Regions from separate parts of the Mus musculus genome. Here region 1 is linked to region 2. Evidence: chromatin contacts called from public HiCAR-type data. All regions are on one chromosome and are shown on one strand. The core of a region is the stretch at or near the end of the contact, and the rest is flanking DNA. Distances in the headings are between cores, read along the strand shown. Region 1 holds the start of 4930488L21Rik (RIKEN cDNA 4930488L21 gene). Region 2 holds the start of Mmp2 (matrix metallopeptidase 2).

Evidence for each region. HiCAR-type assays count read pairs that join an accessible place to other places.
Region 1: a HiCAR-type map of astrocytes shows a contact between it and region 2, with 2.2 times the contacts expected there. The contact joins the promoter of 4930488L21Rik here to the promoter of Mmp2 in region 2. A contact is called at or near these places in 1 of 39 promoter capture datasets (embryonic stem cells) and 1 of 115 datasets of contacts at active chromatin or transcription factors (astrocytes).

The regions. Positions count from the first base shown.
Region 1 is chr8:93,810,824-93,816,783 of GRCm38.p6, forward strand. It overlaps 4930488L21Rik (RIKEN cDNA 4930488L21 gene), which reads right to left and starts at 2,732. Exons shown (of 1, transcript NR_026888.1): 1 at 871-2,732. Gnao1 (guanine nucleotide binding protein, alpha O) reads left to right here and starts at 15. Exons shown (of 9, transcript NM_010308.3): 1 at 15-630; 2 at 828-870. The coding sequence starts at 513.
Region 2 is chr8:92,823,646-92,829,545 of GRCm38.p6, forward strand. Mmp2 (matrix metallopeptidase 2) reads left to right here and starts at 3,652. Exons shown (of 13, transcript NM_008610.3): 1 at 3,652-4,132. The coding sequence starts at 3,980.

The DNA of each region.
Region 1 (5,960 bases), core at 1,482-3,981, 990 kb after region 2:
GCACCCCCTAACTCACTCCCTCCACACCCCGCGCCACCGCCGCCTCCACCTTCTCCGCCTCCGCCTCCTCCTCCTCCGCCTCCGGCAGCCGCGGCAGAAGGACCCACCCTGCCCCCCACCCCACCCTCCGCCGGCTCCGGCTGCGGATCCAGCCTCGACTCCTATTTTATTTATTTTGGGTCGTGCACTAGCCTCGGTGCCTGCAACCCGCGCCTCCCGGGCCCGCGGGCGCCTCCTCTCTCGGCTCCGGAGCCCCAGACCCCGGCTACCCTCACCTCGACACCCCCAGACCCCAGCCAGCCGCCGCTAATCTTCGCCGCTGGAATCTTAATAGAGGCTGTCCTTTTGGGGGGATTCTGGTCTTTCGACAATTTTGTTCCCAGCCAAGGAGAGGATATCGTGATTTTCTCCCCTTTGAGCCCAGGCTCTGCTCTGTGGGGGGGTGGGGGGCGCGCCGACCCGGGGAGTCGTGCCAGCCTAGTCGTGCGGGCTGTGGCAGGGAAGGGGCCACCATGGGATGTACGCTGAGCGCAGAGGAGAGAGCCGCCCTCGAGCGGAGCAAGGCGATTGAGAAAAACCTCAAAGAAGATGGCATCAGCGCCGCCAAAGACGTGAAATTACTCCTGCTGGGTAAGGACCTGGGTAGCCACCCCCGCCCCTCGACCCCCGCCACAGTTCCCAACCCGACTTGCGCCCTGGGAAATCTGGTCCCTGAGTTGGCAACACCTTGTGCCCAGGAGCGCCCACCCTGTGCATGCCTTGAAGCCCCCTTCCCATTTCCATGAGCTGACACTCACCAGTTTCCCCCCCTCTGTGTGTCCCAACAGGGGCTGGAGAATCAGGAAAAAGCACCATTGTGAAGCAGATGAAGTAAGTCCCTGTGTCATTGGGATTTGTACTTTTATTAAGAATAATTTATATCGTTTTTATTATCTTGCTCACCCATATTTGCTCTCCAGGCCTGGTTTTTAATTCGCGCACACACAGAAGAAACCCGAGGTTGCCTCCCCTCCCCCACTCCCTACGTTGGTTCTGGGTCCCCCACCCCAACTCCTGGGGTCGGTGTTTGCGGGGAGGGAATGAGAGCGCCTCTAGTTGTATGAATGACAGTGTCCGCCATATTGATCAGAACATCACACTATTGGCGTGCTTATGATCATAACTCTTGCTCGTGGAGTATTTCGTGTTTCACTGCCTCCATTTCTGTCTCTGCCTCATCTTCTTTCCCCTCCTCCTCCACCCCACCCCTCGAATCCCACTTCCCCCTGCTTCTCTTGAGGCAGTGATTTTGAACTTGACTAAAACATGGAGGGGACCCAGCCCTAGCAGATTGGGGTGGAGGATCAAGTGTTTGCTGTTCACGAGTTTGGTGCTGAATTCCTGGTGGCTGTGGCTTAGACGACCCCCCCCCCCAAAGCGAGCAAGGGTTAGGGGAGGGGGCGTGCACTGGGGAGAAAGGATGGGTTTCCAAGCGGATGTGACAGACACAGCCTTATCCAAGGCAGAGGTGGGAGGGTCTGTGGGGCTAAAAGCCAGTTTCATCTGCCCTCCAGCCCCTCTCCTCCCTGGCCCTCCAGCCTTTGCTCTTCTGACACCCGCAGGTTCCAGTCACTGTGTAGCCTTTATCGTTGTATTTACACTCTGTATTCTACCTTCAATGCGGATTTCAGGCCCTACTTGCCACCGCCCCCTTTCTGCCTTAGATATCAGTTTCCCCTCCTAATTAACTGGGGGTGGATTTGAGTGATGGTTGAAAATTAAAACAAAATGGGATATTCCTTCCTTTCCACATTTCCCCACTTAGGAGCCTCGCCCGTCCTTCCTCCTCTCTGGCTTGCTTCTTGCCCCATCCACTCCACGGTTCCCGGTGAGCCTCCAGGCAGCTCTGCCTGGGGAGGGGTGGCCGGCAGGGAACGGGTGCGTGCCTTCCGGGCCTCCTGGCCCTGTTTCCGTTGGCCTGTCAGTTCGGGACGGAGGAGTTCGTTAGGACCGTTTAGCGAGGATTCCATGTCGCTTTGCTGTGACACCTTCGTGCACACACAGCTCCTAATTAGAGGTTGCTGTGCTGTAAACAAAAATGATTATTTTTCAACTTGACAGAATAGCCGAAGTAATTGCATCCCGTAGGAAAACAATGGAAAATAAAAGCCCCTTTCGAGGGAAGGTGGGTGGGAGACAAATCGTGCTTGTGGTTTCAAAACCAAGAAGCAAAAATTCTTGCATGTGTAACAGGCATGACAAGCGAGTTCCAGGCGGCGCCATGATGGTAGGGAGCAGCGACTAGGAGACAGTTTCTCCCATCTGCTTGGCATGTTCTTATTTGCGTTCGAGAGCTCCCGGGGGCTTTCTTCTCACAGGCCCCTTCGGCTAGCCTCACCCTTCTGAGCCACCAGTAATTTGGCCTGGGGTTTCTCTGGGGCTTGTGCAGTCCAAATGGATGGGGAGGCGGGGCCTGGGGAATTGCTCTTTGCAACAAGGTGCATGTTGCATCTGCCTGGAGCCCTCGCGTGTCGGGAAATGCAAACCGCGCCACCTCTTTCTCCTTAGGGGCAGGTTTCGAAACTTCACAAGTCTGTAATCCACTGTGGCAGGCCGGGAGTCCGGTAGAAGCCTCGGCCTCCTGAGCCAGGGTGAGGTTTCAGGCGTTGTAAGTGGTGGACAGCGCCCAGCCGAGGCTGGAAAAGTCGATGGGGCTGAGCTTGGCTCGGCGGTGTTCGGCTCCGCTCGGCCTGACCTGGGAGCGGGGCTCGGAGGATCTCGACAGTGTTCGGAGCACAGTCGGGGTCCAAGCGGAGAGGGCCGAGCGGCTTCGGCGGCTTCGGAAAGGCCCCGAAGACATTCGGAAACCCTCGGCAGGAGGAGGGCAAAGGAGGTGGAATTGGGGGTGTGGGAGGGGATGGCAAAGAAACTTTGCATCCACCAAAGCAGCTTGCTACCTGCTCTTCCTGAACATGCCTCATAAATTAGGTTGATTTAATAAGAGGTTTAAAAATACGTATCGAGTCCCCAAAAGGGCAACTTGCCTTTTTTATTCAAAGAAAGCTTAGCTCTCTGAGGAGATCCGTGTGCCACTTTAGAATGGAAATTCCTGATTAAGTCCTGGGGCACGAAATCTTAAAGGAAGACTGAGGAGACATTCTGAGGAAAGTCCTGTGCGTCTGACTTATATTGGGTTGCACTGAGGAAGATGGGGTGAAGTGTCCGATGTTTGATTCTATTTAATCGGAAATCAGAACATTTTTCTCTTTTCCTGCATTTCTTCCTTTCTCTATTCCCACAAACACCTTTTCTGTGAAAACTGCCTGTCAAAACTGAGATTTTTTTTTTGTAATTGATTTTTTTTTTGTTTGTTTGTTTCCCTTTAAGAACAAAACGTGCCAGATCTCTTTAGGAAATCGGCTAGGTTTGATCAGAATGTCCACCAGAAATGGGTGTGAGCACGCCAGTTGTGCCACAAAAAACCCAGCTGACCTGCCCTCCTGAAGCATTCATGAATGGCAGTTTTTCCTATGAGCTGAGCCTGAAATAAATCAGATCAGGGACTTGTGCCAAGCCGAATGCAGGACTTGTTTTATTAACCACAAAATGTGAGGTTGGTGTCACTGTATCCCGGTGACAGATTCTTTGGAGTCCTCACTTCCAGAGATGGGTTTTGAGATCACCACTTGAGTGAGAGTCATTTGTAGCCGGGGAAGATTGTACTTTCTGGGTGGGGCCAGCCCAGAAAGCCTCGGTAGCATTTGCAGAAAGCAATTTCCTGTTTCCCTGTGCAATATGATTGGTGACGAGCCCGTCAGGCCATATGTGTAAGTTAATTCAGATGCTGTGTTGTTTCACCTAGGCAGATGAAATTAGATGGTTAGAGAGTCTGCCGTTGGTGACACCCTGTGAGGAGCCAGGGATTGGGCCTAGTAGCACAGCCCCTTCCTTTGGGTTGAGAGGAGGAATATTGCTATCCGAATGTTATCAGATCCTTTGTCATCAGCGTTTTCAGAAGGCAAGGAGCTGCTTCAGTCGGCTTGTGTCCTCGTCCAGGTTGCGGTGCTGCTTATGAGGAGGAATCAGAATATGCCTGTAGCAGCTAGTGAAGCCGTTAGGGACTGGCAGGCAGAGACACTGCCTAGAACAGGGCGTTATTACCCTCATCAGCCCAGGGCCGTTACACACTCAAACCTTTGGAATTTTTCTGCACAATGCAATAAGGGGGAGTTTGCATCAATTTTCAGAAGCCTAATTCTCAAGTGTTTAAAATCTTTTGGGGTGTGTGTGTGTGTGTGTGTGTGTAAAGGACAACTCCATGGAGTCTGTTCTTCCTTCTACCTTTGCATGGGTTCGGAGATCAAACTCAAATTGCCAGCCTTGTGACAAAGTGCCTTTATCCTCTGAGCTATCTTGCTGGCACCGCCTTTACCTTCATATTCTCTCTCTCTCTCTCTCTCTCTCTCTCTCTCTCTCTCTCTCTCTCTCTCTCTCTCTCTCGTGTGCATTTGTGGATTAGTGTCTGGAAGGTCTCTGTCATGCAATATACAACATTTAAGTTCCAAGACACGAACGGTGGTGATTGAAGTAGTGCAAGTGCAGCTTCACACGTCCTATGAGTAGGGGTGGCTCCTTTCCTCTGCGTGGCACTTTGCTTGTGTTTGGGGCCTGTGACCTCACGTGGGATATACCCTCATCATTGTTTCAGTAATTAGGGATGCTTTTACACAGACTAATAAAAATTTTAAGGCGAGTATAAGTTTTATTGGATTTTTGAACCCTTGCAAAGAAATGTCTTAGAATTATATTTTATGATGCATAGAATCAATAGTGTCACTTTAACTGACCTCCCAGTTCTGAACACTGGGTGACAGATGCTTGGACGTGGCACTGTAAAATGACCGCTGGAGTTGCTCTGAACATTATAATTTGCCTTGACTCGAGGTGCAATGTTTGCTGGGGTATTTACCCCACATTCTCTAGAGCATTAGGTTTTTGTTTTGTTTTTCAGTAAGTAGAGGTTAAAGTTTGCAAAAAGGCTTGGCTTGCTACCTAGAAGTCTATACCTGTATAGGCAGAATGAAATGGAACATTCATTTCTGGAGTGCAATTTTTTAAGAAATTTAAGGATTTGCCTATTGAAGATATCGCTGTTCATACAAACATCCCAGCCCTTACAACTGAGGCTTTAGCATACCACTCTGTCAGGGAAGGTGGCGGTTTTGAAAGGTCATTGTCTGCCAAAATGATGGTGGCTTCCTCCCAGCCGACCTTGACTTTATAACTGGGTGTCAAGACCATTTGTTTGGCTTCAGGCCTGTGGTGCTTTCAGCATCTAGTGAGTGACAGGCATTAACAGAGGGGGGAGGTGACAACTTGCAACCATTACTTTGTGCAAATAGAGCCATCTGAAAGGGCATTTCCTACCCTTGTCCAAAGATCTCTCGGTGACAGTAGCAGCCCACTGAGAGCTGCTCTTCAAGATGGTGGGCTTGCTGTTTCTGTAGTCACTTTGTCGGCTGCCCTCCCTCCCCACTTCTGTCTCCACATTTATTCAAGTAGATGTACCTTGCTCACCGGAGACAGTGTGAGTGCGAACAGAGTGTCAGACCCAGTAGCAGCAGAGGAATCCTCCCTCGATGACGGATGGTGCTCTCTCCCTTCTTGCTGTTCACTGAGGTGTGAGTACCAGGAGGACAGCCAGCAATCCACCAGATCTCATCAAAAATTGGCTGTGCAATTCTTGAACCTCAGTGGATTCTGAGATGGAACCTGTGTACTTGTGGAAAGGTCTGTGGTCATTGGATTAAGTAGGTGAAGCTTTTATGCAGACTGAGAAGGCTGAATAGGAATCCAGCATTTCTTCCCCCATGTTTGGGAAGCCGGTTCCGTGCTCAGGAACTGGCTTGCTTCTTTTGATGCCTGGGGTGCCAAGATTCTCTTGTGCATCTTAGGAGGCCATGTCTGTTAGAGTTAGGCCG
Region 2 (5,900 bases), core at 2,402-4,901:
CAGTCATCAGCCAGACCATCACTACACCAAGAATGCCTGGCTATGCTCTCTTCTTGTCCTCCACTTCTGTTCTGGCTCCCTGCACCCTGAAGTTCTGGTTAAACGCAGAAGCCAGGGATCGGGGTCAGGGTACCCACCTCTTCCCAATGTGGCTGTACTGGAGAGCAAACCACGTCCTCATTTCCTCACCACTCAACTCTTTCTGATTGGACTCTTGGCAGACACTGGTCAGGTACCTCTGCCCAAGGACTTCAGGAAGCAATTCCTATTTCTGCAGTGACATAGACTCACAGACTCTGCCCTAATGCCATTGGAGTTCAGCAGCTGGAACAATATGCATAAGTCTTGAATGAGTGAGTGAAAGAATGAATGAATGAGTGAGTGAATAAATTAAATGCTTGCCATAGCTTGACACGTGCTAATTACAGTCTAGGTAGTTTTTCAGGCCGATGGTGTTACTAATTACTTTTCTATTACTGTGAAGAGACACCATGTCCAAGGCTACTTATAAGAATAAAACACTTAATGGAGGTCTTGCTACAGTTTCAGAGAATGAGTCCATAACTATCATGGCGGGGCTGGGAGCATGGTATTAGGCAGGCAGGCAAGGTGCTGGAATTGTAGCTGAGAGCTTATATTGTATCCACAATTGAGAGAGAGAGAGGTCTTGCTACAGTTTCAGAGGATGAGTCCATAACTATCATGGCGGGGCTGGGAGCATGGTATTAGGCAGGCAGGCAAGGTGCTGGAATTGTAGCTGAGAGCTTATATTGTGTCCACAATTTGGAGAGAGAGAGAGAGAGAGAGAGAGAGAGAGAGAGAGAGAGAGAGAGAGAGAGAGAGAGAGAGAGAGAGAGAGAGAGAGAAGCTCTCCAGTACAACTGGGCCTAGCCTGGGCTTTTGTAACCCTATCCCTACCCCAACAATAATGACACACCTCTTCCCACAAGGCCACAGCCCTAGGGACCAATCATTCAAACAGATGAGCCTATGGGGGCCATTCTCATTCAAACCACCACATATGGATTAACTTTCTATAAATAAGGTGGTTTGAGCACCTGAAGTTCATCTTCCCCTGATTCAGGATGCTGAAGCCCACTCTGGCACCTGCAGGGCCACACACTCCCCAGGAAGGCCCCAGAAGGATTCTTTCTAACCTCTTTCAGCTTCTGGTGGGTGGCCAGTGAACTCTTGTGGGATGCTGTCCCCTGGGCATGACAGGCTGCTGTTATGAAATCAGAGCAGCTGTGAGGACCCTCACAGGACCCTCACCAGACTGGACTGCAAAGCATGCCCTTGTGGAGGAAGAGAAGGTTCATTTCATGGGTCACACATGAGTGACTCATATGGCTGCATGTTAGAGATACAGACAGGAGGCCTTGCCCGTCCATGAGGAATATATAAGTAGGTAATGAAAGTTGGCCTGGAGGGGTGTTTCTTTGGTTATATAGCGCCTCATAAGTTGTCCATAGTCTCCCATGTACTCCTTCGTGCTTCTATAAAAATCCCAATTAAAGCCAGGTTGATGGTTCCATCAGCACTTGTAGAAAAAAAACAACTCCCATAGTTCTACCCAGGGACTTAAAAAGAAAATTCCCCTTTCTCACTCACAGGAACCCCAAAGCTCTGCTATTTGGGTTCCATGTCTTCCTAAGGCCTTTGGAGGAAAGGTTGGAGCTGAAACCAGGTGTCACTAGAATTTCACTAGGGCCTCCTCTCTGTTCCCTGTGTGCTTATCCCTTTAGAAAGAGTTCAGATGAGATATGCAAAGTGTAATTAAGGAGACATAGTTTACCGCAAAGGAAAGGAAAGAACACTTACCAGGGACGAGAGTACATAAGGACTAGAGGCACAGTGTGCCAATGCATTTGTAGGTAGACACTATACTGTTCCTAAAGGCGCTAGAATAGACAGATTTCCCCAGATGATTGGCAGGCCCATTTGGGTTGATTTTCTGGGTAAGGCAATGGTACATGAAGTGTTCTTCACGGATAAGAATTGCACAAGGTTTGGGGTTCCTGGAATTAGGTTCAGTTAGTTATCAACTAATAACTACCAGGCAGTTCTGGTACTTGATGTCTCCTTCTGGGATAGGATTCAGATCACATTCCTCTCGCCAATAGCATCCCCCAGCTCAGGTCCTTGTTTCTACAGCTGTGGTGTAGGAGAGAGGGGTCTAGCCCTGATGTCCTTCAAGGTGGCTAGCTCCGTAACGTAGTAGGAGACATGTGGGCAAAGGTGACAACCGTGAATCCCTGACCAGGTGGTAGAGAATAACAAAGTCTTGTCTGAAGAGGACGACCTAGCCTCAGCTAGTGGCTGCCATATGGAAACTGGCACCCGTGGTTGCCAGGTCTAGGGAACTTTTAAACAAAACCAGAATGTCTGATTTTTACATAAGGCTTCCCAAATTTCAAAATGCTATTCAGCCCACAAGCCACGAGTTTTCAACCCCTGCTTAAGTGAAACAACTTTTTCCGCTTTCACCACTCGCTCTCCAGCTTGGCTCTCTGACTATCCACAAGACTGGGTGGCCAGGAGCCAAATGGGGCTGAGCCAGAGGACAATCGCCCCTCCCCAGAGGTCCTTTCTACCCCCTACTCCCCAAAGCCAGAGCTGTCCCCTCAGATGGCCCAGCTCCCTCCTACAGATTCTGGTCCCAAAAGACTCCTTGCAGCTGACCCTGGCTAACCCACTCTACAGCCTGCTGGGCAAGTCTGAACTTGTCAGAAGACCACTAGATCCAAGCCACTAAGCTTTTTCAAGCCAAGGGATAGAGGACATACTCTACTCCCAGGATCTCCAACTCTGTTCAGGCAGGTGATGCTGGCTATCTCAGCACATGCCCTGGCTTCTTAATTAGATCCTAATCCCACCTCCTTTCCAGATTATCCTTGCTGGCCCCTGGGGCAGGATAACCTTACTTTTAAGACAGGGGGAATCTCCTTTGATAGAGCTTGCTGGAAATGTGTGTTCTGCTCCCACCAGGTACCCCAAGGTGCTCTTCCAGGAACAACTCAGAAGTCACATCGTCCAAGAAGCTTTTCTAGAATGTTCTTATTAGTTGTGTGTGTGTGTGGGGGGGGGAGTAAGTAAGGTCAGACTCAGTTGTCTTTCCTAAGAGAGGGAACATTTCTCAAGTTGGAGTGCTGTGTGCATCACTGTATTGTGTTCTATTGAGGACCACCAGTGAAACCAAGTAAACGTGTAGTTTGGAGAAGGAAGGCTGGTTAGATTCTATTAATTTCTATCTGGCTCTTTCTACTTCTATTCATTTCCTTGAGTGGCTCTATGGCTGATTATCTAACATTTCTGCTTTGGACCATCATGAAAGGTTGGGACCCTCTTGTTTCTAACTTTCACTTTTTGGACTCCTGTGCCCAGGAGCTCAGCGTCCTGATTCCAGTATCCCTCCAAAGGCAAGGCCCTGATCCAATCTTTAAATAAGAGTCTTCAGGACTCGCACCAGTTGTTTAGAGAAAGAGGACCTAGGTGCAGATGTGGAGTGGTAGCCCCCAGTTAGGGAGCAAGAAGGGCCAGGGTAGCTGGAGGCAGAAGGGGGATGGGGAATGGAAGAAGAGGTGGGAAGAAGCTGAGAAAGGGGGTGGGGAGGAGAGGGGCGGGTCGGACCTCACTTCCCCACCCTCCCCTCTCCACCCGGTGCTGCCAGCACTCTTCCAGCCCAGCCGGCCACATCTGGCGTCTGCCCGCCCTTGTTTCCGCTGCATCCAGACTTCCCTGGTGGCTGGAGGCTCTGTGTGCATCCAGGAGTTTAGATATACAAAGGGATTGCCAGGACCTGCAAGCACCCGCGGCAGTGGTGTGTATTGGGACGTGGGACCCCGTTATGAGCTCCTGAGCCCCGAGAAGCAGAGGCAGTAGAGTAAGGGGATCGCCGTGCAGGGCAGGCGCCAGCCGGGCGGACCCCAGGGCACAGCCAGAGACCTCAGGGTGACACGCGGAGCCCGGGAGCGCAACGATGGAGGCACGAGTGGCCTGGGGAGCGCTGGCCGGACCTCTGCGGGTTCTCTGCGTCCTGTGCTGCCTGTTGGGCCGCGCCATCGCTGCACCATCGCCCATCATCAAGTTCCCCGGCGATGTCGCCCCTAAAACAGACAAAGAGTTGGCAGTGGTAAGTTGCTATGCTGGCTTAGACAAATTTAGGAAATAGAAGACGCAGGCCACCCTCCCTCTTCTGACCCCCTCTACTGGCACACAGCCTTGGGAGGAACTTTGGTAAACATCTTTGAGGGTCTCTTTCTTGGCCAGTTGATGGAGAGGTTGGCTTTTGTAAACAACGGGGGTGGGGGTGGGGGTGGGGGGGAGGAGGCTTTGGTAAGAAGAGGCCACTGATAAGTAAGTTGGGGGAGTTCAGGGTACGTCCAAGGGACCAGGAAGAAGCAAAGGAGGGAGATGATTGCCCTGGGAAACATCTGGAAAGGGTTGCTTTTGTGAATAATAGGGACTTTGACTACTTACCTAAGGGATTTGGTTCTAGGAGGGCTTTATAAATGTCTTTTGGACCCAACAGGAGAGCTGGCAACAGAACCTTTGGCAAGCATCTTGTCAGGCCTTTAGGGCAATCAGTTTAAGGGGGAATCTCTTGAAAATGGGGTGTGTGCTTTCGCATATAATTTGTATAAGCCTTTGGCCACAAAAGGATAGCCAAAGCAAGGCTTGGCAAACTTCTGGGAAACTTTGGCACACATCTAGAGACAGGCCTTTGGTGAGATGCTGGAAGGGACCATTTGGCAAGTAATTTGAGGCTGGAGGGAAGCAGACTGTGCATTTTGAGGGATGTCTTGTTTTAATGCAGAAGTTGTCCAGGAGGGTCCAAGGAGAGTTTCTTTGAACTTTTCCCTGGGATCAGAGGACACAAGGAAACAACGCGCCTGGCTGGCAGGCCTGAGGAGCAGGAGCAGAAGGCCAGGGCGCGTGGGGCGGGGGCGGACTGAGCCGGGCTGGGGTCGGCCAGCGGCCAGTAAGACCTCCTTCTTGGCCAGACTCCAGAGCTGCGGCTTAGTTGTTGTGTGAGCGTGCGCCTGGCTCTAGGGCGTCCTGGCAGCAGCATCCATCGCATCCATCACATAAGCTAGATGGGGAGGCAACTGCAAAGCGGTACCCACTCTCCATCCACTGGCCATGGGTTGGTTTAGATGCTTTGCTGGGTCTCAGGACATGTCTCTTTATTGCCTTTATTCAATCATTTTAGAAATCTTCCAGTCAGCCTCTTCCCCAATCTATCCAAGACTAGGAATCACATGCCATGCCGGGGGGGGGGGCGGGGGGGGACACCAAATCTCTTTCCACAAGGCTTCCTTTACAGCAATGGTTCTTAACCTGTGGGGCGTGACCCTTGTGTAGACGGAATGACTCCACTCCCTAAGGCGTCCATATAACAGGTGGAGAGAGCTCAATAAGGTGGCCAAGGATGGTGCACACCTGGGAAGACCGGGACAGGAACGTACTGGGTTCAACTTAAAGTGAAAAGCCGCCCCTCCCAAAAGAAAACAACAAAAAAAAAAAGAAGAAAGGAAGGAAGGACGAGAGAGAGAGAGAGAGAGAGAGAGAGAGAGAGAGAGAGAGAGAGAGAGAAAATAAAGAAAGGGAGGAAGGAAGGAAGGTAGGAAGGGGGAAAGGGGGAGAGAGAGAGAGAGGGAGGGAGGGAGGGAGGGAGGGAGGGAGGAAGGAAGGAAGGAAGGAAGGAAGGGAGAGAAAGAAAAGAAGGAAGGAAGGAAGGAAGAAAGAAAGAGAGAGAGAGAGAAAGAAAGAAAGAAAGAGAGAAAGAGGGGGCTTTTAACTTACATGATCTGACTTCCTGCACATCCTATGTTAACCTACTGGCCTGGTGATCTCTAATGACTGATTTAACTTCCAGAGTGGATGTTTCTTTGAAGTCA